Regions from separate parts of the Mus musculus genome. Here all the other regions are linked to region 1. Evidence: chromatin contacts called from public HiChIP or PLAC-seq and promoter capture Hi-C data. All regions are on one chromosome and are shown on one strand. Each heading gives the region's core, a stretch centred on a gene start, on an enhancer-like site or on the middle of the called end of the contact. The rest is flanking DNA. Distances are from core to core; before and after follow the strand shown. Region 1 holds the start of Msrb2 (methionine sulfoxide reductase B2). Region 2 overlaps Pip4k2a (phosphatidylinositol-5-phosphate 4-kinase, type II, alpha). Region 3 overlaps Pip4k2a (phosphatidylinositol-5-phosphate 4-kinase, type II, alpha). Region 4 overlaps Pip4k2a (phosphatidylinositol-5-phosphate 4-kinase, type II, alpha). Region 5 holds the start of 4930426L09Rik (RIKEN cDNA 4930426L09 gene). Region 6 has its middle 53 kb from the start of Gm33592. Region 7 has its middle 78 kb from the start of Gm33592.

What was found. Promoter capture Hi-C pulls out the DNA fragments that hold promoters and counts their contacts. HiChIP or PLAC-seq counts read pairs in DNA pulled down with a chosen protein or histone mark.
Region 2: a contact with region 1 is called in an H3K4me3 HiChIP or PLAC-seq map of bone marrow-derived macrophages, with 8 times the contacts expected there. The contact joins the enhancer-like site here to the promoter of Msrb2 in region 1. A contact is called at or near these places in 9 of 39 promoter capture datasets (the C10 cell line, cranial neural crest, embryonic stem cells and 5 more), 1 of 484 Hi-C or Micro-C datasets (bone marrow-derived macrophages), 8 of 115 datasets of contacts at active chromatin or transcription factors (acute myeloid leukemia, bone marrow-derived macrophages, double positive thymocytes and 3 more) and 3 of 9 other capture datasets (adipose tissue, liver and pancreatic islet).
Region 3: a contact with region 1 is called in a promoter capture Hi-C map of pre-B cells, with 2.5 times the contacts expected there. The contact joins the enhancer-like site here to the promoter of Msrb2 in region 1. A contact is called at or near these places in 7 of 39 promoter capture datasets (the C10 cell line, cranial neural crest, hippocampal neurons and 3 more), 5 of 115 datasets of contacts at active chromatin or transcription factors (acute myeloid leukemia, bone marrow-derived macrophages, double positive thymocytes and 2 more) and 2 of 9 other capture datasets (adipose tissue and liver).
Region 4: a contact with region 1 is called in an H3K4me3 HiChIP or PLAC-seq map of bone marrow-derived macrophages, with 2.8 times the contacts expected there. The contact joins the enhancer-like site here to the promoter of Msrb2 in region 1. A contact is called at or near these places in 7 of 39 promoter capture datasets (the C10 cell line, embryonic stem cells, hippocampal neurons and 3 more) and 4 of 115 datasets of contacts at active chromatin or transcription factors (bone marrow-derived macrophages, effector CD8 T cells and embryonic stem cells).
Region 5: a contact with region 1 is called in an H3K4me3 HiChIP or PLAC-seq map of bone marrow-derived macrophages, with 6 times the contacts expected there. The contact joins the promoter of 4930426L09Rik here to the promoter of Msrb2 in region 1. A contact is called at or near these places in 5 of 39 promoter capture datasets (the C10 cell line, hippocampal neurons, liver and 1 more), 9 of 484 Hi-C or Micro-C datasets (Sertoli cells, bone marrow-derived macrophages, cerebral cortex and 4 more), 9 of 115 datasets of contacts at active chromatin or transcription factors (bone marrow-derived macrophages, cardiomyocytes, craniofacial prominence and 3 more) and 2 of 9 other capture datasets (adipose tissue and liver).
Region 6: an H3K4me3 HiChIP or PLAC-seq map of bone marrow-derived macrophages shows a contact between it and region 1, with 6 times the contacts expected there. The contact joins the enhancer-like site here to the promoter of Msrb2 in region 1. A contact is called at or near these places in 1 of 39 promoter capture datasets (pre-B cells), 3 of 115 datasets of contacts at active chromatin or transcription factors (bone marrow-derived macrophages and microglia) and 2 of 9 other capture datasets (adipose tissue and liver).
Region 7: an H3K4me3 HiChIP or PLAC-seq map of bone marrow-derived macrophages shows a contact between it and region 1, with 5 times the contacts expected there. The contact joins the enhancer-like site here to the promoter of Msrb2 in region 1. A contact is called at or near these places in 3 of 39 promoter capture datasets (the C10 cell line, pre-B cells and stem cell-derived epiblast-like cells), 1 of 115 datasets of contacts at active chromatin or transcription factors (bone marrow-derived macrophages) and 1 of 9 other capture datasets (liver).

Annotation. Positions count from the first base shown.
Region 1 is chr2:19,369,292-19,373,577 of GRCm38.p6, reverse strand. Msrb2 (methionine sulfoxide reductase B2) reads right to left here and starts at 1,942. Exons shown (of 5, transcript NM_029619.2): 1 at 1,799-1,942. The coding sequence starts at 1,895.
Region 2 is chr2:18,896,005-18,900,290 of GRCm38.p6, reverse strand. The region is part of intron 3 of Pip4k2a (phosphatidylinositol-5-phosphate 4-kinase, type II, alpha); the gene reads left to right. Among named protein-coding and RNA genes, the nearest start is that of Gm33534, 19 kb to the right of the region's middle. Within about 2 kb of position 2,225, at least 116 of the 459 cell types and tissues checked have an H3K27ac peak or open chromatin away from gene starts, as enhancers often do. A contact at or near this core is called in acute myeloid leukemia, adipose tissue, bone marrow-derived macrophages and 2 more, where this site is marked.
Region 3 is chr2:18,915,099-18,919,384 of GRCm38.p6, reverse strand. All of the region lies in intron 1 of Pip4k2a (phosphatidylinositol-5-phosphate 4-kinase, type II, alpha), which reads left to right. Among named protein-coding and RNA genes, the nearest start is that of Gm33534, 38 kb to the right of the region's middle. Within about 2 kb of position 2,569, at least 102 of the 459 cell types and tissues checked have an H3K27ac peak or open chromatin away from gene starts, as enhancers often do. A contact at or near this core is called in bone marrow-derived macrophages, double positive thymocytes, microglia and 1 more, where this site is marked.
Region 4 is chr2:18,957,221-18,961,506 of GRCm38.p6, reverse strand. All of the region lies in intron 1 of Pip4k2a (phosphatidylinositol-5-phosphate 4-kinase, type II, alpha), which reads left to right. Among named protein-coding and RNA genes, the nearest start is that of Pip4k2a, 39 kb to the left of the region's middle. Within about 2 kb of position 2,251, at least 72 of the 459 cell types and tissues checked have an H3K27ac peak or open chromatin away from gene starts, as enhancers often do. A contact at or near this core is called in bone marrow-derived macrophages, effector CD8 T cells and pre-B cells, where this site is marked.
Region 5 is chr2:18,995,975-19,000,260 of GRCm38.p6, reverse strand. It overlaps 4930426L09Rik (RIKEN cDNA 4930426L09 gene), which reads right to left and starts at 1,942. Exons shown (of 1, transcript NR_024323.1): 1 at 457-1,942. Pip4k2a (phosphatidylinositol-5-phosphate 4-kinase, type II, alpha) reads left to right here and starts at 2,140. Exons shown (of 10, transcript NM_008845.4): 1 at 2,140-2,409. The coding sequence starts at 2,266.
Region 6 is chr2:19,057,661-19,061,946 of GRCm38.p6, reverse strand. No RefSeq gene overlaps it. Among named protein-coding and RNA genes, the nearest start is that of Gm33592, 53 kb to the right of the region's middle. Within about 2 kb of position 2,471, at least 58 of the 459 cell types and tissues checked have an H3K27ac peak or open chromatin away from gene starts, as enhancers often do. A contact at or near this core is called in adipose tissue, bone marrow-derived macrophages and microglia, where this site is marked.
Region 7 is chr2:19,082,264-19,086,549 of GRCm38.p6, reverse strand. No RefSeq gene overlaps it. Among named protein-coding and RNA genes, the nearest start is that of Gm33592, 78 kb to the right of the region's middle. Within about 2 kb of position 2,294, at least 6 of the 459 cell types and tissues checked have an H3K27ac peak or open chromatin away from gene starts, as enhancers often do. A contact at or near this core is called in bone marrow-derived macrophages, where this site is marked.

The sequences.
Region 1 (4,286 bases), core at 693-3,192:
TGGGTCTCCATTGGAACCAAAGCTATCTGCTTGATATTTGATCTATCAGCCTCTCACATGGTGAGAAACACATGCCGTTTATGCCCACTGCTTAGCATTTGTTATGGATGCTCATGCTCACACATGCCAGTAAAGTTCTGTGGGGGAGCTAGGATCCGAACTCATGCCCACTGACAATCGAGATCTTAACCACAGAACCATCCCCTGCTTCTGTTCTTATTCTCCTTGTAAGACTTACTTTACTTGTATGGGTATTTTACCTGCATCACGTATATACCTGTGCACCATGTGCATGCCTGGTGCCATGGATCCCCTGGAACTAGAGTGAGTTATAAGCTGCCATGTGAAGAGTTTTTGCTACCATAGGTTTTTTGTTATTCCAGATGAATTTGCAGATTGCCCTTTCTAATTCGTTGAAGAATTGAGTTGGAATTTTGATGGGGATTGCATTGAATCTGTAGATTGCTTTTGGCAAGATAGCCATTTTTACTATATTGACCCTGCCGATCCATGAGCATGGGAGATCTTTCCATCTTCTGAGATCTTCTTTAATTTCTTTCTTCAGAGACTTGAAGTTCTTTTTATACAGATCTTTCACTTCCTTAGTTAGAGTCACGCCAAGGTATTTTATATGATTTGTGACTATTGTGAAGGGTGTTGTTTCCCTAATTTCTTTCTCAGCCTGTTTATCCTTTGTGTAGAGAAAGGCCATTGACTTGTTTGAGTTAATTTTATATCCAGCTACTTCATTGAAGCTGTTTATCAGGTTTAGGAGTTCTCTGGTGGAATTTTTAGGGTCACTTATATATACTATCATATCATCTGCAAAAAAGTGATATTTTGACTTCTTCCTTTCCAATTTGTATCCCCCTTATCTCCTTTTGTTGTCTAATTGCTGTGGCTAGGACTTCAAGTACAATGTTGAATAGGTAGGGAGAAAGTGGGCAGCCTTGTCTAGTCCCTGATTTTAGTGGGAATGCTTCCAGTTTCTCACCATTTACTTTGATGTTGACTACTGGTTTGCTGTAGATTGCTTTTATCATGTTTAGGTATGGGCCTTGAATTCCTGATCTTTCCAAGACTTTTCCTAAGCAGCATAAGATATAAAACTGGGTTGGAAAGGAGGTCAGGAGAGCAGCTGCCCAGTGCTAAACCACAGGGCCACGAAATTACAGAGAATTACACCTGGGACTCCTCAAAGACTCCTACTCCTCCCAGGGAAGATGCAAAAGTGTCCGGATTCACAAATGAGGGCAAAAAGCACTTACCATTCCACCCCATCCTGTCTCTTAGCCACTAACAACCTGTTGGAACACGAGAATAATTCACCCACACATCTCAAAACCTAGAGTCACACAAAACCAAGATAGTGTTGCAGCAGCACCCGTGATGGTGCAGTGGGCCAGTCTCACAGGACAGGAGGCAACTAGCAGTCCTCCCGAAGGAAGTGGGGGGGGGGGGGGGGAGGGCAAGGATTAACTCCCGCCCAGGAGAGGGCGCACAAGGTACGGCTGTTGACCGCCACTGGGTCCCTGACAACACCATGGCTCCTAACACGACTTTGTACACCAAAATGTAACATATAAACGAACTGTATGCAAGCATAGGAGAAGATTCGATCCTCTCCGGCATCAGTGCTCCCCCAGCACACCAAGTTTACCAAACGCGTTGCTCTGCTCCGCAACTCAGGCAGCGGGCCGCTGGGACCAGTCTCTCAGGACCTCACAGGAGGCCGCCCAGGGTCAGCCAGGACTGTGAAACCGAAAGCCACGAGAGACGGCAGCGATTGAGGACCTACCTGTGTCCTTGCTTCCCGATCCCGCGCAACCCCGAGCCAGCCGTCCAGGCGCCTGCAGCAAAGGCAGACCCCGCAGCGCTCGCAGCAGTCGCGCCATGACGCTGCCACCAACGGGTTTCCTCCCAAGCCTACCCAACCCCCACCCTCCGCCGGATCCCTCCCCTCTGCCCAGGTCTCTTCCCCTCCTCCAGGCTCTCCTTTTCTTCTGGTGCTCCACCCTACCCCCACCACTTAACTTATCCTCTTGCTCCTCTTGACCTTGATCTTCGCGGAGTGTGTGGAATATCCCGGGACTCCACTGCCTCCTCCTCCCGCAGTACCTTACTCCGATTGGAATCATGACTAGTCTAAAACTTGCTGTGTTTCAGTTTGTTTAGGTTTTCCAGAAGTCATACTAATTGCAGTTGGTTATTTCTGGCTTCCCTTACTCAACATAATTATCTGGACATTGCTGCTTGGTTTTTTGCGTTACATTATGCACAAATCTTTTTTTTGTTGTTGTTGTTGTTCTGAATAATATTCCATTATACTAAACTGTTACTCATTAGTTTAGGCTGTTCTAATTTTTGCACATCAAAAACAAAGCTGCCAGGAGCGTTCCTGTACATGCCTTTTTTTTGGATACCTGGAAGAGGAATAGCCAGGTCTCAAGGGCAACGGCTGCTTCACTAGCAATGTATGAAAGCTCCTGTCATCATCCCCTTCCTACACTTGATTACTCAGGCCTGTTTTTTTGTTGTTGGTTGGTTGGTTGGGTTTTTTGTTCGTTCGTTTGTTTTGCTTCGGTTTTTGAGATCTAATCTCTCTATGTTGTCCAAGCGTCCTCAAACTTGGAATCTTCCTGCCTCGGGACTGAGTTTATAGACATGCATCACTACAAAGTTAGACTTAAACTTCTTACAGTAATAGGCTTCTCTTGTGTTATCTTTCAGTAACTGACAATTAGCCATTGCTAAATCATACATGGTTTTGCCCATTTATTATTAGATTTACTTGTTGTGGATTTTTTTCAAGGTTCTTCCATATATTCTCTGGGCACAAAGCCATTATCAAATCGTTTCCTCACAAATTTCCCTTCCCGAGACTGTGGGCTGTGTTTTTCTGTTTCCTAATTGTGTCTTGGGATGGGAAGTTTTACATTTTGTTAAACTTCATTTTATCGGTTTGATGGTTTGTTTTTGTTTTTTATAGTTTGTGGCGGCTTAGGGGTAACATATTTAACAAATGGAGCTAGTCCAATATTACAAAATATTTTATGTGTTTTCTTCTGCTAATTTTATAGTTTTAAGTTTTACATTTAGGTCTATTATCTATCTGAGTTAATTTTTATTTATTTATTCATTTTTTAAAATAAGGTAATTTTTTTTTTTTTGTTCTCTACTGCCTGCATTTGAGTTCTTGTCAAAATCAGTGTATGGCTGAGAATGCAGCTCTGTAGTAGAGCAATGGCTAGCATTCACGGCCTCAGGGTCGCACACACCCACTGGGGAGAAACCCCAGGTTGGTTGGTTGGTTGGTTGGTTCGTTTGTTTGTTTTTATCAATACAGGGATCTGTTTCTGGACTTTCTGTTCTTTCCGATTAATCAACATGTCAGTGAGTATACAGAGTACTGTAACATCTGCATCCCTGGAGGTGGAGTCAGCTAGTATTTGCAGATCTCTGCAGATCTTCACACTCCCAGAAAACAGAGGGAAGCCTTCCTGGATCCTTCCCTCTCCCTGTTTCCTCTATCCACTGCTTTGAGAACTTTCATCTCATCCTGGCACAGGGCTTTCTGCCCCCACTCCCATGCCCACCTATCAAGAAAGATCATGGGATGGGATGGAGAGATGGCTCATCAGTCAAGAGTACTGAATGCTCTTCCAAAGGTCCTGAGTTCAAATCCCAGCAACCACATGGTGCTTCACGACCATCTGTAATGAGATCTGACACCCTCTTGTGGTGTGTCTGAAGACAGCTACAATGTTCTCATATACATAATATAAATAGGTTTTTTAAAAGAACACAAAAACGCAAAGAAATATTCTTGAGCCGGGTGGTGTACTTACATATAATAATAAATAGAGAGAGAGAGAGAGAGAGAGAGATATCATGGGCCAATCTTCGAATTCCTGGCCATAAGGCTTTAACCTGATAAAACCCACTTAACAGTTTACTCTTGATTTTATATACTCCATGGTTTAGTCTCTGAAATGCCCGACCAACCACACTCTTCCTGGTCTATTTAAAAGAGGTCTTTCAGTTCCTGGTTTACTTATAGAGATCTCTCAGTTTTTTGGAGAGTCACAGTGTGCTCACTCTCTTGCTCTTGGTGATCACATGACGTCTCTCTGGAAAACGACAAAAGCAAACACCACTGGAAGACTGCTAGGAAAACCAGTCAGAGACTCTGCACCAGCTGTTTTTGCCTTTCCTTTCCACTTGGGAATAAGTTGTGATGGCTGAAGCACTGGCAGTTTTCTGGTATGCATGAAGATAAGATTTGC
Region 2 (4,286 bases), core at 976-3,475, 470 kb after region 1:
CCCACAGGTAGTCAGCAGGAAGGTCTCTTTTGCCCTGGGTGGAGCTTAAGCATAGGACCTCAAAGTTCACTTGTACAGTAACACACTTCCCCCAACAAGGACACACCTACTCCAACAAGAACATACCTCCTAATAGTGTCACTTCCCATGCGCCAAGATTGTTCAAACCACCACAGTTTTTGGGTTTGTCCAGCTCACTCTTGCAGTTTGTTCTCCCTGGATAGCCACGTTCCGCATTCCCATGGGGCCCTGGGTAGTTACTCCATCCTGTTCGTGGACACTTGGGCTAAAACACACAGGCATTCCATCTCGGATGCTCAGCCTTAAGAAGCATAAGATGCACTCCACATCACCCCAATCTGCATCCCGTTTCTTGGATGTTTTCCTCTCTTCTCTGAAAGTTGAGAAGATGATTCTCCTCCCTCCCCATCACAGTGTCTCTACCCCTCCTTCAAGCACTGTTTTCCTGCTGGGCCTGTGTTTCCTGCCTGGAACCTGCTGTACATCCCCGTGTGCAAGCAAGGTAAACACAATGTTTCCATTTCATGAGCCTCGGAGCATCTAGTGTTAGAGCTCCAAAATCAAGTCCACCAGAGAGTTTAAAACACTGTTCTCATAATGTTCTGTGAGGCCCCTGCACCGTGTTCTCTGTTACCGTTCATTGTAGTCTTTTTCTCTGATAGTTGTTTCATTATTGATAAGCATTAAATGTTTTGCTGTACTGTAAAACGGAAGCCATTCTGTGTTTAGGGTCACTGCTCCCACTTCCTTTAATAAGAACTTAACACCAGGCTTTGAGCACAGTCCACCTTTAATGACTCCACAGTGATGGTCAAGTTAGCTTGTTGGTCTTTAACATTCTCATGATATCAGAAGCCCACCTGTGCTTGCTCCCATATGTCCAAGGGAAACCCAGAATACAACTCTCTGAGGGATAATCGCTCTTTCCTTCTGACTCTGTGATCTGAGGCATGGAGTCATAATCCTGAGTTGTCAACAGGTGTCTAGGCTTCTGGTTCGTAAAACAGGTGCCCACACTGGGAAAAGAACGCTTCATGAGAGTCTAGATGAACCCTGGGTCTTCAGCCACTATGCCCATGTTCACCCACCGTGGTGGGTCTCAGTTTCATCTGTGATATGGGATAGGGGTGGGGCAACAAACTTTCCCAGGTCTCTCAGCTAAGCTCCATCTTCACTCTGTGTTTCCCGCCTGTCATATCCTCCACCACTCTCTGTTGCCATGATGTCCTGCTCAAGCCCTGGGTCCAAGCTGTACTAAGCACTCCCAAACCTCTAACCCAAATAACACCTTCCTACTTAAGTTGTTTTGGTCACAGTGACTTAAAGAGTTACAAATACAGCTTCTTGTGCATAATATTGACAGCTCCTCCTAGGAAGCTAAGTGCTTTCCCACATTGGAGCTTGGTAGAACGGATTGTTTTTCAAGTAGTCTTCCTTTTGACTAACGTTTTTTAAAGGTTCCGCATATGATTTTTTTAAAATAAAACCTACATTTATTTATTTATTTATTTATTTATTTATAGTGTGTGTGAATTATGATAAGGAGTGGGCTGAGGTGCCACAGTACACAAATGGCAAGTGTGCAAATGTGAGATGTCAGTGTCAATAAGTGTGTAAGTGTCAGAAGACAACCTCAGTTCTTTCTTCCATCATGTGGTTCTCAGGAATCCAACTCGGTCATCAGGCTTGGCTGCAAGCACCTTTCCACCCTGAGACATCCCGCTGGCCCTTCACAAGTGACTTTTGCCAGAATGTGCAAGCTACAAGTAGCAAAATAGCAAAACTATATGGAGATAGGAGATTAGGTCAAGAGAGTTAAGTGTGAAAAAATGCTTGGTATTTTCAACGAAGGTGCTGGGGGAAGTGACAGTTACTAAAGCAGGATGTTTTATGAGAACTATAAAGGACTGGTGATTGGAATGAGCTAATTAAATTGACCTTTATGATTTCTCCCCTTTTGGAGGCTCCACTAAGCCTGGACCTCCCACTGTGGAAGTAAACACCCTCGGTGCCCACCATTAGAGGAGGAGGGTGGGAAGGAGGGCACTGTTAATCCTTTTCTGAAAGCGGAAGGACAGTAAATTTCCAATTATAAATACGGGAAGACCATCGCAGGGGAACTTCCCTCATTAGCTTGCTTTATTTCCTGTCGAGGGCTGCCAGAACACCAGAGCCTCAAACACAGCTGCTGAGGCTTGAGACAGGATATCAGATGTCACAAGACATATCTATGGAAAAGGGAACTTAAGTACCAACTTGTATGATTGGGTTTAAAAGGGACGTCGTTTTATCTGCCCATCACCATAGCTTTGTCTTAGAACCGCAGCTTTCATCCAGATAGACATTTTACCCTCAGCTACCCAGAAAGCCAGAGTCAGCCTTAGAAGCAACATCTGCTGCCTGTGACTTGTCCCCCACAGTTACAGCTCAGCACTGGAATGAGCAGAGGTCACTTGTGTCTCCGTCCTCAGCCTGGGTCAGCCTGGGGTCTGTAGCTTTCACAGCTGTGCCGCCCATGGCCTCGTGCAGTGATACCTGTGTTTCTGGGCCATTGGATAAAAATGTGTGGGCCAACTGCAGCACCTTTTAACTGTGAAATGTCCAGATCAGGCAAATGTACCACAACAAGAAACCCTCAGAAGGGGACAGAGAAAGGGAATCGGAACAGAAATGTAGACAGGTTGCTAAAAATGCTGTAAAAAGGACAGGACAGTAGCTGCACGGCTTTGCAAACTCACGAAACCTTCTGAGTTGGACGCTTTAGGTGAGTGGTATGGTCTGTGAGTGGTTTCTAAGTAAAGCCACCGAAAAGGAATGTTTAGAAATTGGCAGGGCAGCTCTGTGGATAAGGGCACGTGGTGCCAATCCTGATGATCTAAGTTTAATTTCCAAAACCCACATGATAGACAAGAACAGTTACCACACAGGGCCATACACATATGCGCACAAGTGAGTGTATGTTTACTTAAAAAGTAAGAGAATGTCTAGGGGCACAGGAGATGTGCCTCAGTAGGTGTAGTGTTTACCGTGAAAGAACGAAGACCTGAGTTTTGATTTCAGGCAGCCACATAAAACAACATACTTCAGTAATCCAGATGCTGGAGAGGAAGAGGCAGGAGGGTGCTGGGGGCTTGGATAGCTAGCCAGCCAGCCTAGCCAAACTGGTGAGCCTCAGGTTCAGTGAAAGACCAAGACACCTGGCATCAACTTCCGTCTTACATACATGTACACACACACATTCACATGTATCCATGCATATACATTACACACAGATAAAATTCATTTATTTTTAGAAAAGAAATTCAGAGTTTAAAATTAGTTTATACTTAATGTGAGACTTTTTATCAATATTGATTTTGTCTGCTTTTTTCTTGGAACAAGTTAGAACATTATATCTACTTAGGACAACTTTTAAAGACTGATAGTTTATGATATGAAATTACCAAATGTAAAGAAGGAAAGCTATAGCCAATGAATATAGCATATTTTGTAGTTTGTGTACATTTATCATTAGTTTTTCTGTTTCATAAACTAAGAGGAAATCGTTGGCCATTTCCCAAATCTCTGGGAATTAACAACACCAATTTATCCTGATTAATAATTATAAAAGGAAGCCGGAGACCGGTCAGTCCAGCTGTGTTTCTCTGCAAATAAATGGGTCTGGTGGGAGTAGGGGCATTGCTGTTGGGCTGTGATTTGTACTGAGTTGTTTTTATTGCAGACCCTTTTGTCCTGCCCCGTGTTGCCCTGACTCCCATCTGTAGCCTTTAGTTTGAGAAGATGCTGTGCTGTAAGCACAGAAGGACCTTGGGTGGCCCTGCTGTGTCAGCTTTCCTGGGAGAGGTGGGAATATTTTCTTTTTCCAACAACAAACTGAAGAACCAGTCTGACCCAAGTCTAGCCCAGTAAAACACTGTGTTTATTAGAGCTACCTCAGGAGCATGGATTATCCTGAGACAGCTGCTTCACTGAAAGTCCCATCCCGTGGGTGACAGCTGCCCAAAGCTGCATGGGTGGAGTCCCTTCTTTCTCCTCTTGTCCTTAGCCTTCCCAAGGCTCCGTCCAGCTGGAGCAGGATTAATGACAGCTGGGGGAGGGAACATGTGGCAGAATCTCTGACCACGGTTTAATGACTCTCCCATCCCCTTCCCTCGCAGGAGCATCAACAAGCCCTTCTTGTCAAAGTCTTATTGGGAAGTCCCAGCTGCTCCGATTTAGATGGTAAAGGTCATACTGTGCCCCGAAACATCTCCCCACAGCTGGGG
Region 3 (4,286 bases), core at 1,320-3,819, 450 kb after region 1:
TTTAGATAAAATTTGAGTTGCTTCTCAGTTTGCTTGTTTGCTTTTCCCTTACAGTGCATTTATTTACTTACACATGGCTAAAACAATTTTAGGCCAAAGAATGTGTCAACCCCCCACCCCCACCCAAAAAAACCCCACAAAATTCCATGAATATCTGTTCAGCACACCATATAGGAAAGTTCAAAGCTTAATTAAAGTTTTTCAGTAGAAAATGAGGGATAAGGAACTATTATAGGCATACAACATGACTTATGTACTAAGAGTTTACCCATACAATCTTTAGCTCGTGCATGCATGTTGCTAGGGATAGACCCTAGCACACCACGCATGCTGAATGCACATGGCCACTGAGCTTCACCCCCTTGGAATAACACAGTTGTAGCCTACACACTTGGGGTTTTGAAACTTTAAATGACTGCTCACACAAGCCAATGGGAGGAGAGTACACTGGACTCTTGCTTCATTTTAAAATGCCACGAGAAAGGCTGGGCCACCGTGGTTAACACCTCTGGAGTCAACTTCAGGACTCCAGGGTCTTGGTGGAAAGGATGCCGGTGGCCTTACCAGACTTCAGAGCTGGGTATAGGGCTTGTTGGAAGGAGTCCTCCCTTTATTTCTCATGGCCTGGGAAATGCAGTTTTCCCTTGGTGCTGTTTCCACCCATTACTGCTTGGTTAGAACCAGCAAACTTCATGTTAACAGGGGAAAAGCAGCCTATGGGGAGGTTTTGACAGGGGTTAAACGGGTGATGTTGCCCTGACCACATGGCTGTGTGAAAGGATGGGCTCTCTGTCTGGGAAGGGGGAAGGGAAGGGGTGAGTGAGACGGGAAGGGGGTACCAACTCTACGCCCAGGAAAAAAACCTGTGTTAGAAAGATCCTGGAACTCTTTATTCCCCGAAGCCCAGCACCAGCTTTTCTGTTTTCCACCTAGAGTTTGATGGGTAAAGACACTGAAAATTCTCAAAACAAAGCACTGAAAGGTTGGGTGCCCATACTAACATGTACGCATTTATGTATACATGCTAATATATACTTTATAGCATATTTGCAAACTCTAAAAGTTCAATCAAGTATATAAATAATTAGAACACCAAAGAACCTGTAGCTTTCATTAAAGACTTTTTTCTTTCTTTTCTTTTTAGATGCAAGTATTATAATTATTTAATTATTTTTCAAAGTTGTATCCTAATTGTGACTTTTTGGAAGCTTACTTCTGAGTTCTGTGCCATTTGCTTCTTGGCTTTAATAGCTTTGTTGTTGAAAATTGCACCTCACAAAAATACATAAATCCAGATAATGACAGAACATCACCGCTGCCTGTATTTGGCAAATTATCACATCCTCTCTTATCAACCCCTGCCAGCTGTACTGAACTTTTATTTTGTTGACTTTCTTTTGTTGTTGTTGTTGTTGTTGTTGACTTTCAAATGATAAAATTATATTTTACTGAAAACTTCAAAATTGGCCAGGGGGTTTGTCCTTCTTTGGAAGTCCAACAGATACGTTCTAAAGCAGGTAGTAAATGGACCAGAGCTCTGGGACACACTTCTCACGGGCTCCGTAGAGCATTCTGTAAGGAGTTGTGGATGGAAGAGTTTTCATGGCTGGCCCAAGTGCAGTTGTTTTGGCAAGCTGGCAAACACGGAAACTTACAAATACCTGGTTTTTATACAACTCTGGTTTCAAAACTTCAGTTTCTCTGGAGGTGTTACTTTCTGACTTACTATAGAGTCTCACCTTTCCCTCCAAAAAGGAAGTGGAAGGACTATGTATGGGGGTTTTGCCTCTAGGTAGAATTCTGCTGAGTTGCCCCTCTGGGGACTGGCAGTGTTCACCAGTGTCTAAAGTGTCATGTGTGACTCATCCTGCTTGGCTTTCCACACACAGCCTTTCTTCAATGTAGCAGTCACTTAGCAATGCCAAGCCAGGGATTGCTAGAATCAACTTCAGTGCAACTAGGAAGCAAGCTTCCCCAGGGTGTGTAATTTATTCTATTTTTAAGTCTTGAAACATTAACCCTGCCCCAAGAGCATCTGCCAACAGTAGGTACTACCTGGCAGAGGGATTTGTGCCAATTTGATCTCACATTGGATTTTGTGCATCTTTAGCCACTTCTACGACGGTAAGAGTACAGAGCTTTTCTCTATAGTGTTGTACAGGAATCGTAGTGTTTGTGTGTTGGGGCTTTGCTGTTAATGGCACCTTGTATGAAGCATATGCACATTAACCATGAAGTTTAGTGAAGTCATTTGGTAGCTCAGTGTCACATGTGACACATTACTGACTTCAGGCCCTCACTGGCCATTCCTTCCACAGATCCTCAAGACCTCAGTGTGGATTAGGGGTGGGTTGTCATTACCAAATATAGTTGAAAAGCAACCCGTGTTTTACCTAAAGTCTTTCTAGTCATTTCTGTTGTTCTGAACAACAGTTCTTTATTCCACAAAGCATTTGTATTGACTGATCTAGAGAGAACCGAGCAAGGTCAGCTCCGCGGACCCCCCCTCCCCCGCCCGCGCCCGCTCGCTTGCTCACTCTGGGTTAGCAGTAGCTTGATCGGAGGTTTCTTTGCAGACTTCCCTTTAAGCACCTGCTTGCTTTGTGGGGTTTGTTTCACTCAGCTAAAGACAAGCACAGTGTGAATCTGAGGATCAGCCCGCTGATGCATCTGATGAAATGAGTGTACAGATCATGGCAAAGGCTTAGCATGTACACTTGACACATACACATGGGGAAAAACAAAGGCCAGCCATCTGGCAGCTTATTGATATTAGTTCATATTCCAGACTGAGTGAGGTTCTGGTGGCCAGTTGGTGAGTTCTGGGTGCATGGAGGGTAATGCCTATTGGCTGGTGGGTAGGTGGGTGGGTTACAAGCAAGGTAGCTCTTAATATTGCCTATGGTGGAATTTTTTCTCTAGGGCTTTTTCCCCCAAGGGGTGGGGGAGTGTCCTGGTGTCCCTAACAGAGTGGCCTGGACTGCAGGGAAGAGGGTGGAGGTTCAGGCCCAGGAGTTGGAGTACAGGTTCTGTTAACTCCTTGGCCCAGCTGGTATCCTGCTCTCAAACCCAGAGCCTCTTGGGACCTGGTCTCAAGGAATCAGCCCTTGTCTCTGCATGTGGAAGTCCAGCCGTGGAGACAAGGCAGGTGCCCAAGTCCCTGGCCCTTGTCTCTTCTGTCAGTAACAGTCTGCTTCCTTTCTGCCTGTTAAAGATTCTCTGTGGTTTCTCCTCTTCTGTCTGTGGTATGTTTGTCTTTGCCATGGGGTTGGAGTTTTTGTTGTTTTTGTTTTGCGTTGTTGTTGTTGTTTTCTGTTGGTTTGTTTTGGTTTTCATCCCCCACTTCCTCTTTTGTCATTCCAGTAGGGTTTCTGGAAGGGAAAAGAAATAAAAATGTAGTCAATTCATCAACTCCAAGCAGGAGTCTGGGAAAACACCATTCCTGGCATAGTGGTCGCTTTCCTCATTTTGTTCTGTGGGGCAGATCTTGGGTAGTGAAGCTGGCTGCGCTTCTGCTGTGTGCTTGGAAAGGAAAACAGGAGTCTAGCCTAAGAGACCAGGAATCCAGCTTTTCCTCTCTGGAATCTTAATGCTAGGCCGGCAGTGAAATCTCTTTTTTAAAAAAATCTCTCTGGGCGATAAATAAATAAATAAAACAAAACCAGACTCCAAACCGAATCCTTTCCCTTCATCTGCGGGTTTTACTAATGACGTCTGTGTGATTGGCAGGCTAAGATGCATGGCTCTCTTGCATTGCTTACTTTCTAAGCATATGTGTTTGACTCTGGAGGATGCCAGTGGGAACATGGTGTGACGAGCCAACTTACCTTCTGCATGGCCACTTGCACCTCATTCCCAAAGGACTGTGAGAGTTAGGATCCCTGCCAGAATGACTGTCAGCACCCCATTGTCCTGATAGAATCCTGACCTCACAGGGTACATGGAATGAGAGCATCCTCCTTACAAGATGGATTCACAGGAAGTCGTAAATTATTTGAGTATATTAGAGTGAGACCGAGAAGAAAGATGTGCTCCTTTGAAGCTTTCCAGATTCGTTTCTTTTTTCTTCTTCTTCTTCTTTTTTTTTGGTTTTTCGAGACAGGGTTTCTCTGTGTAGCCTTGGCTGTCCTGGAACTCACTCTGTAGACCAGGCTGGCCTCGAACTCAGAAATCCGTCTGCCTCTGCCTCCCGAGTGCTGGGATTAAAGGCGTGCACCACCACGCCTGGCTTAACCTGCCTATTCTAAAAGAGGCCAGAAATCCAGCTTTTTGTGTAAATTTTCTGA
Region 4 (4,286 bases), core at 1,002-3,501, 410 kb after region 1:
GCTGGGAGTGTATATGCATGCCGCTGCGCCTGGCTGGATGTCGTTTTTATCACTTATTTTTAGTGGTTTAAAAGGAGTTAAGGGGTCAGAGAAATGGGCGATAAATGGGCGCTTGCTGCTTCTACATGATGACCTGTGTTCAGATCCCAAAACCCACACAGAAAAACTGTGCATCACCGTGTCTACAATTTCAGCATAGATGAAGGGCAAAGCAAGAGGGTCACTCAGGCTTTCTGGCCACCAGATTAGCCCCAGGCTTAGTGAGAGAGTCTGTTCCAAGAGAAGACAGCAGACAGTGTTAGAACAGGATATCTGAGGTTTTTTTTTTTCCTCACCTGGCCTCTGATACACCTGCATATACACATGTAATGCCCTCCAAACCTCCACTGAATCTTAAAAATACGTAAGCCAAAAGACATAAACCGTGCAGGTACTTTAACTGATGTCCTGGTCCTATAAAATCTATGACAATATAATAACCATGGTCAGCTGTTCCTTTAGACGGGGCAGAATAGCCATGAGTGTTTCATATTTTTAGATCCCTTTAAGAGCCCTCGGTGGCCTCTCATGCTGACTTCATTATGCTCACTTAGCATCCTTTTAATAAACCTGGAAACTGCTGCCATTATTCAGACATTAGTGAGAGGACCACTTTAGTGCTGTAGCACTGGATTGAGACGCTGATTTATATTTTTGCGTTATTTTAGGAACATTTCCTAGTGCTCTGGGAGGCTCATATTGCTTCCCGTTAGCTAAACTCAGGCAAGGAATGTGCAGGAATCCGATAATGAAGTGGGGTTGAGGGTATTTTCAAAGATCTTTTTGTTAATGAAAACTCTTAAAACGTTTCAACAATAGAGAAAATGGTGGACTCCCTCCCCTCCCCCGAACCCCTTACTGAGTTTCTCAGAGCCCTCTCTGCCAGTTGTTCTACAGAGTCCTGCATGGTAGGAAGGTGCTTGCTGTTGTGTGGCCACTGCTGCTTGTATAACAGCTGGTCTGGACTGAGATGGGCTATCAATACCACCCCTGAGGCTGCCCCTACTTGGAGCTATCAGGGAACTGTTCTTTGGCCTGTCCTTCTAAATACCTAGATATTTTCCAAGGCTATATCTGTGGGGTCCCTTGTTTCTTCTTCTTTTTCTTTTTCTTTTTCTTTTCTTTGGTTTTTCAAGACAGGGTTTCTCTGTATAGCCCTGGCTGTCCTGGAACTCACTTTGTAGATCAGGCTGGCCTCGAACTCAGAAATCCACCTGCCTCTGCCTCCTGAGTGCTGGCATGTGCCACCATGCCCGGCTTGTTTCTTCTTTTAGTAAGTTGTTATTTTTTTAAGTTTCAGTCTGACCCCTTGCAGCCACTGTGAGTAGGGAACACCCCCCCCCCCCCACCACACACACACACACTAGGAGGACCCAGCAGGGATGAATTCCCACCAGTTAATACTATATGTGTTTGCTAATACGATGATACTAATTCATTTGCTGTCTTTCTTTTTGTGATGTTGAGGGTTGAACCCATGACTTTGTGCATAGCAGGTGAGCGCTTTACTCTTCAGTTACACCTCAGCCCTCATTTACTATCTTAATGTAATGCTCATTCTTTAAAAATGAATATAACATCCTACCGAGAACATAAAAGAAATAGGAGGAAAATACCTTGTGATAAAATATTGCCTCCCCCTCTGTTTCTAGTCCTAGTGGTTAGATTTTTATCAGACTATCCTGCAAGCAGATGCAAAAGAATCCGCTCTAAACACATGCAGGCATGCACATGTGAGAGTGTGAGGAGTGTTGTCCCTGGCTACATCACAGATCCTAGAAGTTACGAGGAGGTCCGTCCTAACCGAGCCCATAGACCACTAATGTCCATCTCCTCCCACCACTCTTGACCATGTCTTTGCCCTGGAGCATCCAGTGCCCCCTGCCCTGTGTCCCTTCTTCTGTGTGTTCCACTAAGTTTGTGAGCCCCCCAAAACGTTTCCGTCTTCTGTTCCTGACTCTAACCTCAGCACCTAGAACAGAGCCCAGAGCTCTGGGAGGTTCTGTTGGATAAATAAATCCGTTTCTCTGTTGCTCTCTGTTGCTCTCTGACTCTGGAGCAGCATGGGTTTGTGAATGGCTGTCTCGCTGACAGTTGTCTCCCAGACATTCTGTCTGCTGGGTCTCTGAGCCTCACTCACTCCTTGTGTTGTGGAGTGAGGTAGTGTGCATGAAGCGCTCTGTGGCTTCAGAACCCCTCACTAGGCAGCACGTCCACTCAGTACTGTTTCAGTTACGTCATAAGACACATGCAGAGGCAGTCAGCATGAAGACTGGAGGAGAGGTTGGTTCTTGTGGGCAACGAGTCACGTGGCTATCTGGAAATATCTGTTGGTACTGTAAATTCTCCTCAGTACTAATTCTTTAAAGATAGAAATACATTTTTGGTTGATGCCATCATAAGCCTATCTGCTGAAATGGCTTCTTGATGTAAAGTCTCAAAAAGCAATAGAAATCCTTGAGGAGACTGCATAGTTTCAGTTTGAGTTTCCCTAAGTCACCTAGGCAGCTTGCTCATGCTATCCTCCTGCCTCAGCCTCTCGAATGGCTGGAACTGCTGGTGCCCACCATAGTGCCGGGCTGGACCACAGGCTGCAGTGCAGCAACTCACTCTAAGATGCCGGACACAGAAAGAGAGGAGTATAGAAATGCTTTGAGGAAGAAGAGGAGCCACTTACAAAAAACACAGCAATGGACTGGAGGCCACCTTTGTGGTAACAGTCTGCCCACTTCCCTGGGAGTGGTGGTTGGAAAATGCTAGTCAGCAGCTCCGTGCTACAGTATTTTAGCAACAGAGAACACACAGCGTGTCATCTCATCAGAAGACAATCCAGTCTGCTCTTCTCAAGTTAGGAAATTAACAAAGAAATGGTGTCCTGGATTGACAACCCAAAGCCACTGAGGCTCTGCCATCACTATTTCTGTCTCCTGGTCTCTGAGTGGAAGGACGTGACAGTCCATGTGTGTGATATACTTCTCAGGTCCTAAGAAACACACCATATTGATCGCTAAAGTCCTTCTTGTTCACAGGACTATTTTCAGTAGATGGCTTGTCGATTTACTTTATGCCTTTCTGTGCTGGAGACCAAACCCAAGGCCTTGTGTGTGCCAGGCAGGTGCTGTGCCACTGAGCTGCACTTCCAGCCCTTGGTTTTAGAGGCCAGGTTTCATTGTGTAGCTTAGGTTACGGCAAACACATGCTCCTCCTGTGCTGGGGTTTTGTGCACCGCTGCACCCAGCAGACACTTGTTCTTTGCTGGATTCTACTCGGCGTTGTTCTCAGGAAAACTTTCAAGGGAAGCTCGCAGGAGCTGATTCCATTGTGCTGGCACCCATCTTTGCATGCATCTGTTGCTCGCTGCCGCCATCTCAGCTTTGCAAAGTTTCCAGCCCTCCGTGTTGCAGTAGTCAACACTGTGTGAAGAGTAACCAGTGCCGATCACAGGAGTTGCAGGATCAGGAAGGTGTCTCATGCCAGGGCTGTCAGTTCTGAGTCGTGTTCTCTTAAGGCAGTTAAAAAAAGTCTCCCCCCACCCCACCCCCCACCCCGTTTGTGTTTTGTTTTTGGTCTACTTGGGCTGCCTTCTATTTTGAAATTTTTTATTTTTGCTCTTTTAGTAAAACCTGGTCAGTAATCCAAATAAGCTCATTCTTTAATGCTATAATTATAAAATTACATTTTTAGAAAGCACTTCCACATGTTGTCAGCTGAGGCTAAGAAGGAACGTACCCGCCACGGGGACTTGTGTAGAGTAGGTGTGCCGTAGATACTTGTAGGGTGTGCAGGTGGTGCGCTGATGTAATGGACTGAAAGGAGTGAAGACAGCTACTCTCTCTTGGTCCCTCAAAACATATTCTCTCTTGGTTTCCTGTATCGTTTATGGGTCTTAGGAGGAGAAGTACATGCTAAGCTAGAAAAGAGGTGTTGTATGTGAGAGAGCGGGTATAAGGGTAGGGTAGGTTAATGTTGGGAGTGTGACACACTGGCTCTGTATCATTTTTTGACACTGATTGGTAAGTCTGGCTGGTTAGCCAGGTCTGGTATCTTGCTGTCTTCACGTTGCCAGTGGTAGGTTACAGATGCTTGTGACCATACTCGGCTTTTGTGCGGATGCCTGGGATTCAAACTCAGACCCTCATGCTAGTGTGACACAGTCTGTTCACTAAGCCTGGAAGAATGGGCTTTCAACAAGAAAGAGATGGAAGCTGAAAAGGATTATTAGAGCAGTATAGTGTCAGCTCCTATGC
Region 5 (4,286 bases), core at 693-3,192, 370 kb after region 1:
TGTGACTCCCTTGACTGTGGAAGCAGCTTGCGAAGTCAATGAGTCAGGATTCAGCAGGATGTTATCAATGTTTCTGATTATACCTTTGTTTTCCCATCCTTGTTTCTGCCCCTCCCAGGAGAGATGGTGACCTCTGGTGCATCTGTGCCCAGGTTTCTCTTTGAAGGGTTGCCTAACAATGCCCAGAGGTGTCCATTTCCTGTTCTTGTAGGCTCACCCAGCTCTTTGCTGTCATTGAATTCAGTTTTTCAGCAAGCCCATTGTCTTGCATTATTAATATACAATTAAGTACATTACAGCTATTGTGAACAAATAAAGAGATACAGAGGCATTGAAGTGGAAGGATTCATTTCAACCAGGAGGAAAGGGTAATTGTTTTCAAGGACAAGGGCTGGTACAGGTTTCTGTGGAGGGGTGATGAAGAGCAATAATCAATGATGATGTGAAGCTCTTGAGTCTGGGTCAATGAGAATTTATTAAATAAATGAACTCCCAACTGGTTAACAACAATATGAATGCTTATTTCCAACACAGGAAGAGAAATGAAACAACTTGTAGGCTGTGTAGGGTGCTGAATTTGGTTGTAGATTCTTGTGAAAGGATGCCTGTGGGCAAGCTATGAAAATTGGTTTAGATAGACTCTTTTCTGAGGTCAGGCGACAGTTTATGAGTTATCAGTAAGATAAAGACTGTACAGCCCCACAGCCCCTCCACCGCCCCCAGACAGGGTTTCATGGATACCTGGCTTGGCTTGAACATACCTACCTACCTGAGGATTATATTGAATTTCTGATCCTCTAGCCTTGCCTCCTGAGGGCCAGGATTACAGGTCTGCAACATTGTGTACTTTTATCTACTGCTGGTTTTGAGTGTAACAAACAATCTATAGCATAGTCCCTAAAGTGACCTTTGTGTCAGGCTATACCTAGTCACACAAATAACATCAGTCTCTGGTTAAATGATTTGGTCAACTAGTGGAACTGTGGGTCAAGTTTATGACTTCTCAGCATTAATTTAGGCTGGTTTTGTTATTATCTTCACCCCCTTTAGCCATTAACAATGGTGATGCTTGGTACCAGAAGAAGCAAGGAATCATTGCGGCGGCGGGGCGGGGGGGGGGGGGGATAGTATTAACAAGTTAGAATGACCAAGGGGATTTTGGGGGCAACCGTGCTGAAAGGTCAAATGAAGAAAAGGAAGGTCCGCACAGGATCTGCTCCCTTTTTGTTCCAGGCGTTACTCTTTGTCTTCTTGAAAGATCTAAGGACTGTAGACTTGCAACAACAAATGCCAGCGTAAGGACGACTAATTTCAGTGTGGGGTGGTAGTGGTGAAAGGCTAAACATTTTCAAATCAGAAGGTGCATGTCCAGAATAAGAGAAGGAAGGGGTGGCCTGCAAAATGATGGGTTCCAAGCAAACGGTCCAGACTGGGGCATGGCTGTCTTGACTAAAGCAGGGGTTTCAGTGAAGAATCCCAGAGTAGGTTGGGAATGACATTCTAGTATCCGATAGCATGGGAAGGCCCAACCAGGATACAAAAGGTTAGGAAGTTCAAGGCGGGGACTCCCTGGCAGACAGTTGACAAAGAGGAGCCAAGGTCCTTTCCCTAGATGCTGGGGAAGCCCGGGGCCCCGAAGAAGCGCTCTGGGTCCCACGAACTCGCCAGCCCTTGGCACGGGAAGCGGAGGTTCCCGGACATTCCTGGCTGCCCCATGCATCTGGGGGCTCCCTCCTCGGAGCTCCCTTGGCTCCGTATCCTTTCCTTGCTCCTCCCCAGGAGCGAGAAAGGCATGCTCACGCGAGTCTCCACACTCCGCAGCAGCCTCCCCAGACGGATCGCGGCCGCCAGGAGAGTGCTCGTCTTAGCACCGGTGGCGGAGCGCACAGAACAGCTTAACGGTCCGGCATCCGCATCCGCACCCGCCCCGCCCGTCGGCGCCGCTGCCCCGCCCGCCTCTGCGTCATGACGCTAGCGCCCAACGCGGAAGCCGCCCGCCGCCTGGACCAGCCGAGGGCTGTGCGCCGAGCCGCGACGGGCGGGAGCCGGCGGGGGCGCGAGGCGAGCGCAGCTGCAGCCTAAGCGGCCGAGCGCGCGGAGCGGGCGGAGCGAGCGCCCAGGACTGAGCGCGGGCGGAGCGGGGCTGGAGCAGGCGCGCAGCGGCGGCCGCCCCGGGGGATGCAGCTGCCTCCCCGGGCTGGCGTGTAGGGAGGGCGGGTCCCCGGCCTCGGCGGCGCGGCGGTGGAGGGGACCGAGACTGCGACCATGGCGACCCCTGGCAACCTGGGGTCCTCCGTCCTGGCGAGCAAGACCAAGACGAAGAAGAAGCACTTCGTGGCTCAGAAAGTGAAGCTGTTCCGGGCCAGCGACCCGCTGCTCAGCGTGCTCATGTGGGGGGTCAACCATTCGGTAAGGCTCCTCTGCGGCGCGCTCCTCTTGCTCCTCGGGCTCAGCCTCCCGGCTCTGCTCCTCCTGCTGCAGCGGTGGCAGGGCGGGGACCTCTAGCCGGCTAGCTCGGTCGGTCCCGGGCCCTCTGGCCACTCGCCTCTTGGGGTACCCCTAACCCCACGACAAGCGTCCATCTCCTGGGTTTCTCCGGCGGCGCTTGCGCTCCCTTTGGAACCCAGGGAGGGTGCAGGATGAGAAGCATTCTCTGTTCTGTGCTTCTGAGCCTCTCCGCGGCTGTCCTGTCCCGCATTCGTCCTCCCGCCGGTCGGTGCTCGCTGTCCGCGAAGTGGGAAGTTTGTGCGGGGACCGACTCTGTCTCAGCTATCAGTCCTGGCGGGGAACCGCTCAGGGCCCAGTCCGAGCGATCGCTCCACTTGTCTGGGACCGATGGGCCCTCCTGCCCTGAGCGGGTGGGCAGGTGAACCTGTCCCTGTCAGGAAGAGTCCGGAGCTTCTCGGAGATAGGACTGGAGTGAATCAGAAGATTTTGGGCGGCAGCTTGAGAGCTTAGCTTTCTTTTTTCCTTTAAAGGCAGTATTGTCAGACTCTAGGAGAATTTTTTTGGGGGGGTGGGGGGTGGGGGTGGGGAAGACGGGCAAAGGAAAAAAAAAAGCAACGTAAATATGGCCCTGGTGCTGAGCGTCTTCTCTTCATCCCTTCCCGCATCGCCCAGCTGCTGTGCCCTTTCCAGACCTCCTGGCGGGGAGTCTTCCTCCCTCCCCCTTGCTTCCTCCCCTCCTTGGGGAGCCAGGCAGAAGTCACAGACTTCTGCAGAAGGATGGCCTTGGTGGTGATAGTCGGAGGGGGTCCCGGCGGTCGCGAGTTCGAGGTGGTCTAGAGTTAATTACATCCATTTTGGAGGTTGTTTAAAAGACTGTCGGGGTGCGCGTTGGGGAGGGTTAGTCTAGCGCACAGCTAGGGATGTAAGGAGGTGCGCGGCTGCAGACTCTGCGGACTGCGGTGTGGGGGGCTGAAACAGCGTCCTGCTGATCTGACAGCGAGAAAACTCCTGCAGCTTTAATCTTCTTAGATGGGCTCAGGAAACGTGATAGGCGCTGTTGGCTGAGCCTTGAAAGTTTCAATGAGCTTGTGAATTTTGACCATGACCTTACCTACTGCAGTCAGCCAGCTTCAGAGAGAGAGCTTGAGCCTGCTGCTCTGCTTTTGTTTTCAGTGGATGCCCAGGTGTCCCTTTCAGCATAATGTAAGTGACAGAAAGCCAGCGTGGTTTTTGCACTCTTAAATTAACAGAGTTGTTTAAAATGGCTCAGTATCTTTTATTTATAGTTTTCCTCCCAAGCAGAGCTGGAGAAAGGTGAAGCAATATGAAGATGATTGTGTTTATCTGGAACGTTTTAAAGAGTTGAGAAATCTATTACTTTACTGCTGGGTCTACTGGGGTTCATTTTACTGACATCTTTAGCTGTTAGGAATGTCAACTGTTAAAACAGCAGACAACAATGCACCCCCCCCCCCCCGTTTTATTTCAGAAAGCAAAGTTACAGTTTTCCATTGCCATAAGTCTCTAATTTAGTTATGTTTGGTTTTGTAAAGTTCTTTTTGTTATTTACCTTACTATTAGCAACTTCCTAATTATTGCAACTGGGCACGCACGGTTAATGCAGGTTGGGCGTGGACCCATGTTTACGGCCCCTTTAAATCTCCTTTTGGAATTCTGGTGTTTTGGTTAGGAGTCTATGTTTAAGTAGTGGCAACAAAATGCTGCTGGGGGTGGGAGTGGTGGGAAGAGTGACTGAGAATGTCTGGAAAAAGTTGCCATTGGGCACTTCACTGTAACATTTGGGTTGCTACCTTGTGTTTATTTTTGAGTTGCTACAT
Region 6 (4,286 bases), core at 1,222-3,721, 310 kb after region 1:
TGTCTCCATATGTGTTTGATATTGCATTTGGGTTCAACAGTCCTGTGCTCTCTATGTGCCAGGCCCCAACTCAGACTCATGACTTTAATCCTTATAACACTCTATGAGCTAACATTTATTATACCCATTTTGTATATGAGAAGACTGAGGCTTGGCACTATAAAAATGTCAGTTAGCTTTCAAATGCTGTAACAAATACTTAGACAACTTAAGTTATAAGAAAGAAAGACAAGTTTCAACTCATGATTTCAGAGGCTCCACCATTGGTTTCCTGGCTCTGTTGCCTTTAGCTCCATGGCAAGGCAACATATCATAGCGTGGCAGAGGAAATCATCCTTAATATCCAGGAATTAAAGGAAAAGGAAAACATTGGAATTCCAAATCCCCTTCAAGGCCATTCCCTTGATGATTCAATTTCCTTCCTCTAGATACTACCTTCTAAGGATCTCACCATCTACAAACATTGCAAGGGCCTGGAAATCATGACTTAAACATGCGGGACTTAAGGAGACTCTCCAATTCCAAACAATTACCCTACTCAGGGTTGTGTGTTCAGTGGAAGCCGATCTGAAAGGGGAGCCCTTCAGTTCTAGGCCTCATATATGCTACCATTCTACACTGAAATGTATTAAGGGGCCAGGGAGATGTCTCCACGGGGAAAGCCCCTGCCATACAGATGTGACAAGCTGAGTTTGAATCCACATAAAAACTGGCATAGTAGCACACAGCAGTAACCCCAGTGTTGTAAGGTGAGTGGGAAGCAGAGACAGGAGGCTCCAGTAGTTCCCAGGCTAGTGAGTCTGAAGTATTCAATAGCTAACAACAAAAGAGAACTGTCCCCAAACAAGACTGTAGGGGGGACAGGCAGGTACACCATGGCACACACACACACACACACACACACACACACACACACACACGACACACTCTCTCTCTCTCTCTCTCTCTCTCTCTCATACACACACACACACACACACGCACACGTACATGCACACACACATATATACACACATGCACACAATGCACACATACACACGCATGCACACACATAATGCACATATACACACACACACATGCACATACACATTCACATTTAAAAAAAATTGAGTGTGGCTTGGAAAGACTATGAGTAACAGATGCATAAGGAAAGTAACGGGGGATGGGAGTTTAAGTAGGGCCTGGAATTACCCTACTACCTGAAATGCACTGTGCCTGCTTAGACTGAGCTCTGAATCTATTCTAAGCTTCCCAGCAATCACTTCAAGGGCCCAGCAAGAATGCAGTGCCTACATTATAAAATAGAGCCATTTGCCAGGTGAAGTGCAATATTCTTCGTATAAATTAAGACTATGAAGACAGCCTCATAAGGATCTTCATAAAAAGAACACACTGCCACATAATGAAGGCCATTTCCAACAGTGTCCTTACAGTAAATGGATGACGAATTACACTGGGCTGCTTCTTACTGATTCGCTGACACGGGCAAATGGCCCAATTTAGTTAAGTCACAATGCAGTTAAAGCAATTGTCCAGGAGGCTGCGATGACATGCCAGATATACAAGGGCCATACGGAAGAATGAAGGTATTAGCAAAGCCCAGCAAATTGCTCAGGGAATAGGAAGCTAAGCCAAAAACACATCATAAATCCATCATAGCGTCTCCTCCCACTGAAGTTAATAACTGACTTTTGTCTGTAGTCATGACCTAGATCACAATATTTTTCAAGAAGTAAAAGTAATGAAAGGCAGACTTGCACCTCAGAAGTCTGTGTCTTTGTGCCAGGGCTTTTCAAGTGTCCGGCAGCTGTAGACCAAACTCGTTCTTCAATTTCATTCACATTTACTTCCCTTGTTATGATTTGTGCTCACTTTTCAACAAGATTTTCTTTCCTTTTTTTCCTCTGCCTGTTTTGATCTGGTTACATGATTCCTGTACAATGTGCTAAGCCCTGCTCACTACATGGAATAGATGGAGTCTTGTTCTGTGCTTCCATAGCACTGGGAAACAGTGACACAGCTTAGTGCACGCTGAACGTACAGTACTATACATGTGCAGTTTTGTCTTAGTCTTTGTGATTCCTGGGTAAAAAAGATGCTTGTAGTGTCTCCACTTTATGAAGATTAAGATACTCAAGGTAAACTTACATGTCCAACACCACACAGAGCAAGTGGCAGAGTCAGCGTTCATAGACAGAGAGCTTGCCTCCAGAGCTCCACATGTCAGCTGGAGCTCTCAACAATACACACACCAGTGGTTATCAGATGGCATTTAGTTGTTTATATTCTTATATCTCGCCTGTCAACAGCAGGCCGAGCTGCCCTCTGGCACCATTGTCAGCATCCACTTATTTATTGTGGTGATTTAAACATGAAAGCCTCCCCAGACGCTCATGTATTTGAACACTCGGTCCCCAGTAGGTGCTGCTGTTTGAGGAAGCTTGAGGACCTTGCTAGAGGAAGTCCATCACTTGGGGTGAGCTGTGAGGGTTTGTAGCCTTGCCCTACTTCCTGTTCTGCTCTCTGCTTCCTGCATCCTGTGTGTGATGATGAAAACGGGATCATCCCACTTCTTGCTCCTGCCGCCACACCATGCTTTGTCTGCCATGGAGTACTCAAACTCTCTGGACCATGGAGCCATAGGCCAAAAGAAACTCTTCCTTGAGTAGTTTTTGGTCATGATCTTTTATCACACTAACAGAAAAGTAACAAAGACAGTTGTCTTCCCACCAGAGAAGATGCTTGCTCCTTGTGACATTGGACACATTATTTGGCCTTGCACTAGAGCAATCACAGAAACGCAACCATAATAACAGCCATAACCTCAAAGTGGCCTGACTCCTCTCTCCCTGTGCACATAAACGTCTCTGCCCTGCCCTGGGTCTTGCCCACCTCTATTTTGTTTCTCTTTCTCTGCCATGGTCTGTTATTTCTCAGTCTCCTTGGTTCTGCTTTTCCTGCCTATCTTAGATTGTCACCTGCCCCTCTTCCTTCCCCAGTCCACACTTCCACTTCATTCTCCTGCATTCCAGGTTGCTCCTTTCCAGCCCTGACCTTTGTTCTGAGAGCAGAACCTGTACAACAGGTGCCCCCTTGCTTCCCAGCATCACCTGCACCCATAGAGCACATCTTCGTTTTCTTCTTAGCACCTGAAACAAGGTAGACACAAAATAAATGCTTTTTAAGAGATAGACACAAAATAATACTTTTTCTTATATGTGACCATTCAAAACAGGAATGCTTTCATGTCCAATCTCAGTGCTTGGCCCAAGCTTTGGGATGCTGTTTGACATAAAAAAACACATAGGTGGAGTCAATTCTTTATGATGTATGTGTGGCTACTTATTACTGTTCTTTGTTTCCTTCTAGTGGAAAGAGTTTGTTTGCTTTGACTAAAATCAACCACCACTTCCCTCCTAGGGCAAGGCTCCAAGCCCTAACATGGTGCCTCGGCATGAGGAGCGTTTGCAGGGGGGCTTTTCACAACTGCAGAAGAGAAATGAAGACAGATACATGAGAGATGATTCAGAAATGTTCCTCAAGAGACTGAGAGGAAAAATTAGAGGCAAGAACGGCACTCAGTATGTGATATGGAAAATCTGAATACTGATGCCAAGGGACGGCTGTACGAGGTAGATCTCAGAAGGGATGGATGCTTCCTTTCTGACAGACCCTGGAGTGGAAGAGGACTTGCCTGGGGCTGTGCAAAGCTCTGGATTCCGCCCCCAGCACTTAAAACCAACAGCAAAAGGGTGTGAGGAAGAGGTGCGGCTGTGCCTGACTGGGAAGAGGATCCAAAAATCACATCCTGCCATCATGTGCCTCCTCAGTGAATAGACCAGTTCAGACCAGCCAGCACCCCACACTGACCCACACAGGGACCCACACCTCATCTGGTGCTCTGTGGTGGGGATCCTCAGCCACAGTAGTGACGTGGGCTCCAGACAAGAGCAGAAAAGTGAATGGCTAGATGCAGTGGCTTCCTGTTGCTGCCTGCTTCTTCTTATAGATCCGGGGTGGGAAGGAAAGACGTGGTACAGAGTGAAGAGTGACTGGAGATGGTGTTAGCCTAAATGTAGTGAACCAAGGGACACCCTGGGCTATTTCTCTGTTAAATGAGTTCCTTTCTGAGACAGAAACAGAAAAAGAGAGAGAGACAGAGACATAGAGACAGGCAGGCAGAGACAGACAGACAGACAGACACAAACATAGAGACAGAGTTACAGAGAAACAGACAGAGACATAGAGAGGGAAAATGTTTAATATTTCTGTTAGTTTCTTGAAACAAG
Region 7 (4,286 bases), core at 1,045-3,544, 290 kb after region 1:
ATATTAATTTCAAATGGGCATGATATGATAACAGGCTCATTTTGTCCCCTACACCTATCCACCACGCTTTCTAAACATCTCATACTCTTCAATTTTTTTTTCCTTTTTAGAAACACTCTTTATTTAATTACCTCTCTATAAAGATATAATTGGCCAGACACACTAGAGAAATGGTTGATAGGTTGGTGCTAGATTGACACGTGGGTATTTGCCTCACATAGATAAATATTTTTACTCACTTTATCTCAATAGACTCTGAGCTCTCAGAAAGACTTCATAGAGAAGAGGAAGAAGGGGAGGGAGGGGGAGGGGGAGAGAGAGAGGGGGGGGAGAGAGAGGGGGAGGGGGAGAGAGAGGGGGAGGGGGGACTTAAAAACCCTGGACCCAGTACTTCATAAGGTGTTCCATCTTATTTATGAGACAGAGTCTCTTGTGGAACCTGGAGCTGAGGGATCATCAGATAGACTGGCCACCCCCAACCCCCATCCAACCCTGTCTGCTTCCCAGTGCTAGGATTAAAGATTTGTGCCCCTTGCTGGCTTTTACTGAGGACCACTTCGGGTCCCCATACTTCCACAAGATGAGCTATCTTCTCAGCTCTTGGTGCTTAGCAATTTTATCTTTACCAAAAATAAACAAACAAACAAATAAATAAACGTTTGCCTTAACTGAATTCAGACCTCAACTAATGACAGGTAAGCTAGGTACCCAGAAGGGGGAAAAACAAGAATGTCAAAGGAAGAGAAAAAAAGATTGAAAGAGCTATGTGGGGTGATTTTTTTTTTAGCGTCAACTTTTAGTTATTTTAAAATTTAGCTGAAGTTAATTTGCAAATTAACAGATAGTCTGCTACGTGGCACAAGCTTTCCTGTGGTGCTGCCCTCAAGCCTGCAGCATCACCGAGTATCCCAGGTTTGATGCCCACCCTACAGCTTGTGTGGGGTCTCAGAGGTGACAGCTGTGTTGAACTGTGCTTTTGGAAGCATGGTTTTGTCCAGTCATGACGTTTTAAGACATTGCAAGGAGAGCTGGTGTTTATCTCTCTTCAGGAGGAAGACTGGGCTATCAGCTGTAGTTCAGACTCCAAAATGTCCTGATGCCCATACAAAATTTAAAGAACAGGATCGGGGAAGATGACTCGGTGAGTAAGAAGACTTACTTTGCAAGCACGAGGCCCTGAGCTCAAATCTCTAACATGTTGATAAGAAGCTGGGCATAGAGGTGTGTGTCTTTAACCACAGCATTGGAGGACAGATACAGGCAAATCCTGGAAGCTCACTGGCCAGCCAGGCTAGCTGAAACAGCCAGCTTCCAGCTCAGTGATAAACACTGTCTCCATCCAATAAGGCAGTGTACACTAGACAAAGACACCCAATATTCTACTCTATCCTGCACACTTATGCATATGAGCACACACATCCCACATGCACATATACACGCAATACACACCATACACAATAAACAAATAAATAAAAATAAAAATTGAAAAACAATTTGGGAACCATATTACATTTTCTCTTAAAAAAAATAAAAGTTATATTCTTGGGCCAGTAAGGTGTCTTAGTGGGTTAAGGAGCTTGCTGCCAAGTCTGATGACCTGAGTTCAATCCCCAGGACCCACATAATGGAAGGAGAGAATCAATTCCTGCAAGTCGTCCTCCACACTTCCACTATCTGGCACATGTGTGAAAATGCAAAGTACATAAATAAATTCAATTCAATTTTGTAATGAAAAACTTGTTTTAAAAAACTTTAAAAGAAACATTGACTTCTTTGCTTTCTCAAAATGTTAGTTCATCAGCTTTAGGCAATTTATCACCTAGCTCTTTTCCAAGAACTTACTCCATACTCTCTCACCTCCTGCCTTTCCATTGGAGAAAACAGTAAATGGCAAGTCTAGGTGTCTGAAGCCAGGCATGAGGGTTCATGGAAGGCAGAGGCAGGAGAACTGACACAAGTTTGAGGTCACCCTGGTCTTACATAAAAATCCCAGACCTGCCTGGACAATAGAGGGAAACCTCGTATTAAAAAAGAAATGTAGGGCTAAGGCCAAGGCTTTCCTTAGCCATGTTACCTATTGCTCTCCACTTTCTACTAAGGAGAGGAAATAATTTGGCTCTCTCTTCTCATTGTGTTAATTCTGAATGAGAACTTATTTTTATCATAAATTACTCACATGAAGAAAAAGACGGTTTAAGTAAATAATGAAGAAAATTTCAAATAAGCTATCTGGCTTCCTAAGGATGTTCAGCGTTTTATAAAAGCAACATTGACTCAGACTGGCATGACCACTGCAGGAAATAGTTTGGTGGTTCCCAAAAAGCAGATTTTCACTGAGTGCATGCCCCAGACACTTCTGGAATCTCTCCAAAAAAAAAAAAAAAAAAAAAAATGAAGACATGTGTATCTGAGGATTCGCTTACAGATGGTCCCAGCAGAATTACCCATGCAAGCCCAGGAAAACAGAGACAAGTGGCAAGTCTGTCACCTTTAAATGATATACAAATGGCTGTGTGTGTCCACACAGCCAGAAACTCTCCTGTGATAGAATGAAGGAGTTCTCATGCATCCAATGACATGAACGGACCACAAGAGCACTGTGCTGAATATGTACGACCTCCTGATGTAGCATTTCATTTATAAGAAGCATCTGGGGTGAAGAAAACAGACTGATCAGTTTCTGTCTGGGAGTGGAGATGAGTTGAGCCCATCTGTGAATGGGAGAAGCTGTGGGATCGTAGTAAGGACCTAACCTGGAACGGCAGTACTTACTGTCTCATTGCCCTATCAGAATACCAGTCATTGGGTAATTTATAAACCAGTAAAGTTAGTTAGAGTTGTTCGAGACTCAGCCCAAGCTTGGGCAACCACCTGCTGAAGCCTTCATCCTATGCTGTAACCTGGTGGAGGTACAGAAGGAGAAGCTGTGAACCAAGAGAAAAAACACTAGGGTCAGCTCAGTCCGGAGCACTTTGTTCTCACACTAGTGAATGCCATACAATGAGAGATGGGATAAGCTGGAATACCCACCTAACTACCTCTTAAAGGACCTTTCTACCACCCAATATCCCACAGTGGCAATCGGTTTTCAACATGAGCTTCTGAGGGGCCACATCACATTCAAACCACAACACTACTTAGAGAGCTGTCAAAGCAAACATCCCAACAACATTCCAAATGTACTGTCACAGAGAAGAGAAGCCAAAGGGTGAATCCTGGAGGCCTAGGAGCTCCGTCTTTGACACTGCCCTCCAAGGCAGAGACCAGACAACGAGAACATTCCAAACAGTTCCTGAATTCTTTTCAAAGATTTGCTTTGTGTAGTGATTTTTAAAAAAAAATGAAAAAGTGATTCTGAAATGATTATAGATACATTATACAACTGAGCAACAAATTGCTTGTTATTGTGGAGGTTCAGGGGTCTGACTGAAAACATATATACATATATGAATATGCAAGAGAAGGCAAGAAGAAGGAAAAACCTGTATGTGGGGTGAGTAGAAGAAAAATATTGGGGCATGTGTACAACTCAGTGCGAGAAAATCCTACCTGCCTGCACTGGTCCCAGGTTCCATTCCTCACCCTGCGGAAACTAAAAGGAGACAGAACAAAAAGAAAAGAGGATGGGAAGAGGCCTCATTGCTTTAACTTCTAATTTGGAGAATGCGCAAACTCCATACGAATGCACACTTGCCTGTTGGTGGGGGGATTCACCTCCCCGCCATGAGAAAAGGGAAGCCAGTGAGTAGGGGCTTCATTAAATTTGGGCACTTAAATACTTCAGTATAATAGTAAATTATCAATTATCAATCTTTGGAAAACAGGTTTTTTTCTCATGAGTTTGTACCAATAAATATGTGTAACTATGGAAAAGGAAAGGGCTTCCTTTCAAAGTAACTTCCAAGTGTGCAGTGGTAAATGAGGAGAGAGCCGCACAGGCTCTGATAACTGTCACTGACCATGGCTGAGATCCAATGGGCAAGAATTATCTATAAGTAATAAGTAGGAAAAGAGATGAGGAAGAGGAGGAGCAGATGTTTGCTTGTGCCTCAAAGAGTGTGCCCTGGTGTGCTTTTCAGTTACAAGGAGAAACAGAACAAACAGTGGCGTCTTCAGACCAATGATCAAAATCAGCATCATAAATTCTGATTTTCAGTTCAGCACAAACTGTGTTAGCCGCTCGGAAGCTTGGATGTCACCATTCTGTCCTGACAATGAAAAAGTAAATTTTAAAAAATAACTCTCTTCTTATATTTTCAAGAGAAGAAGTTATCAAATCCACGGGG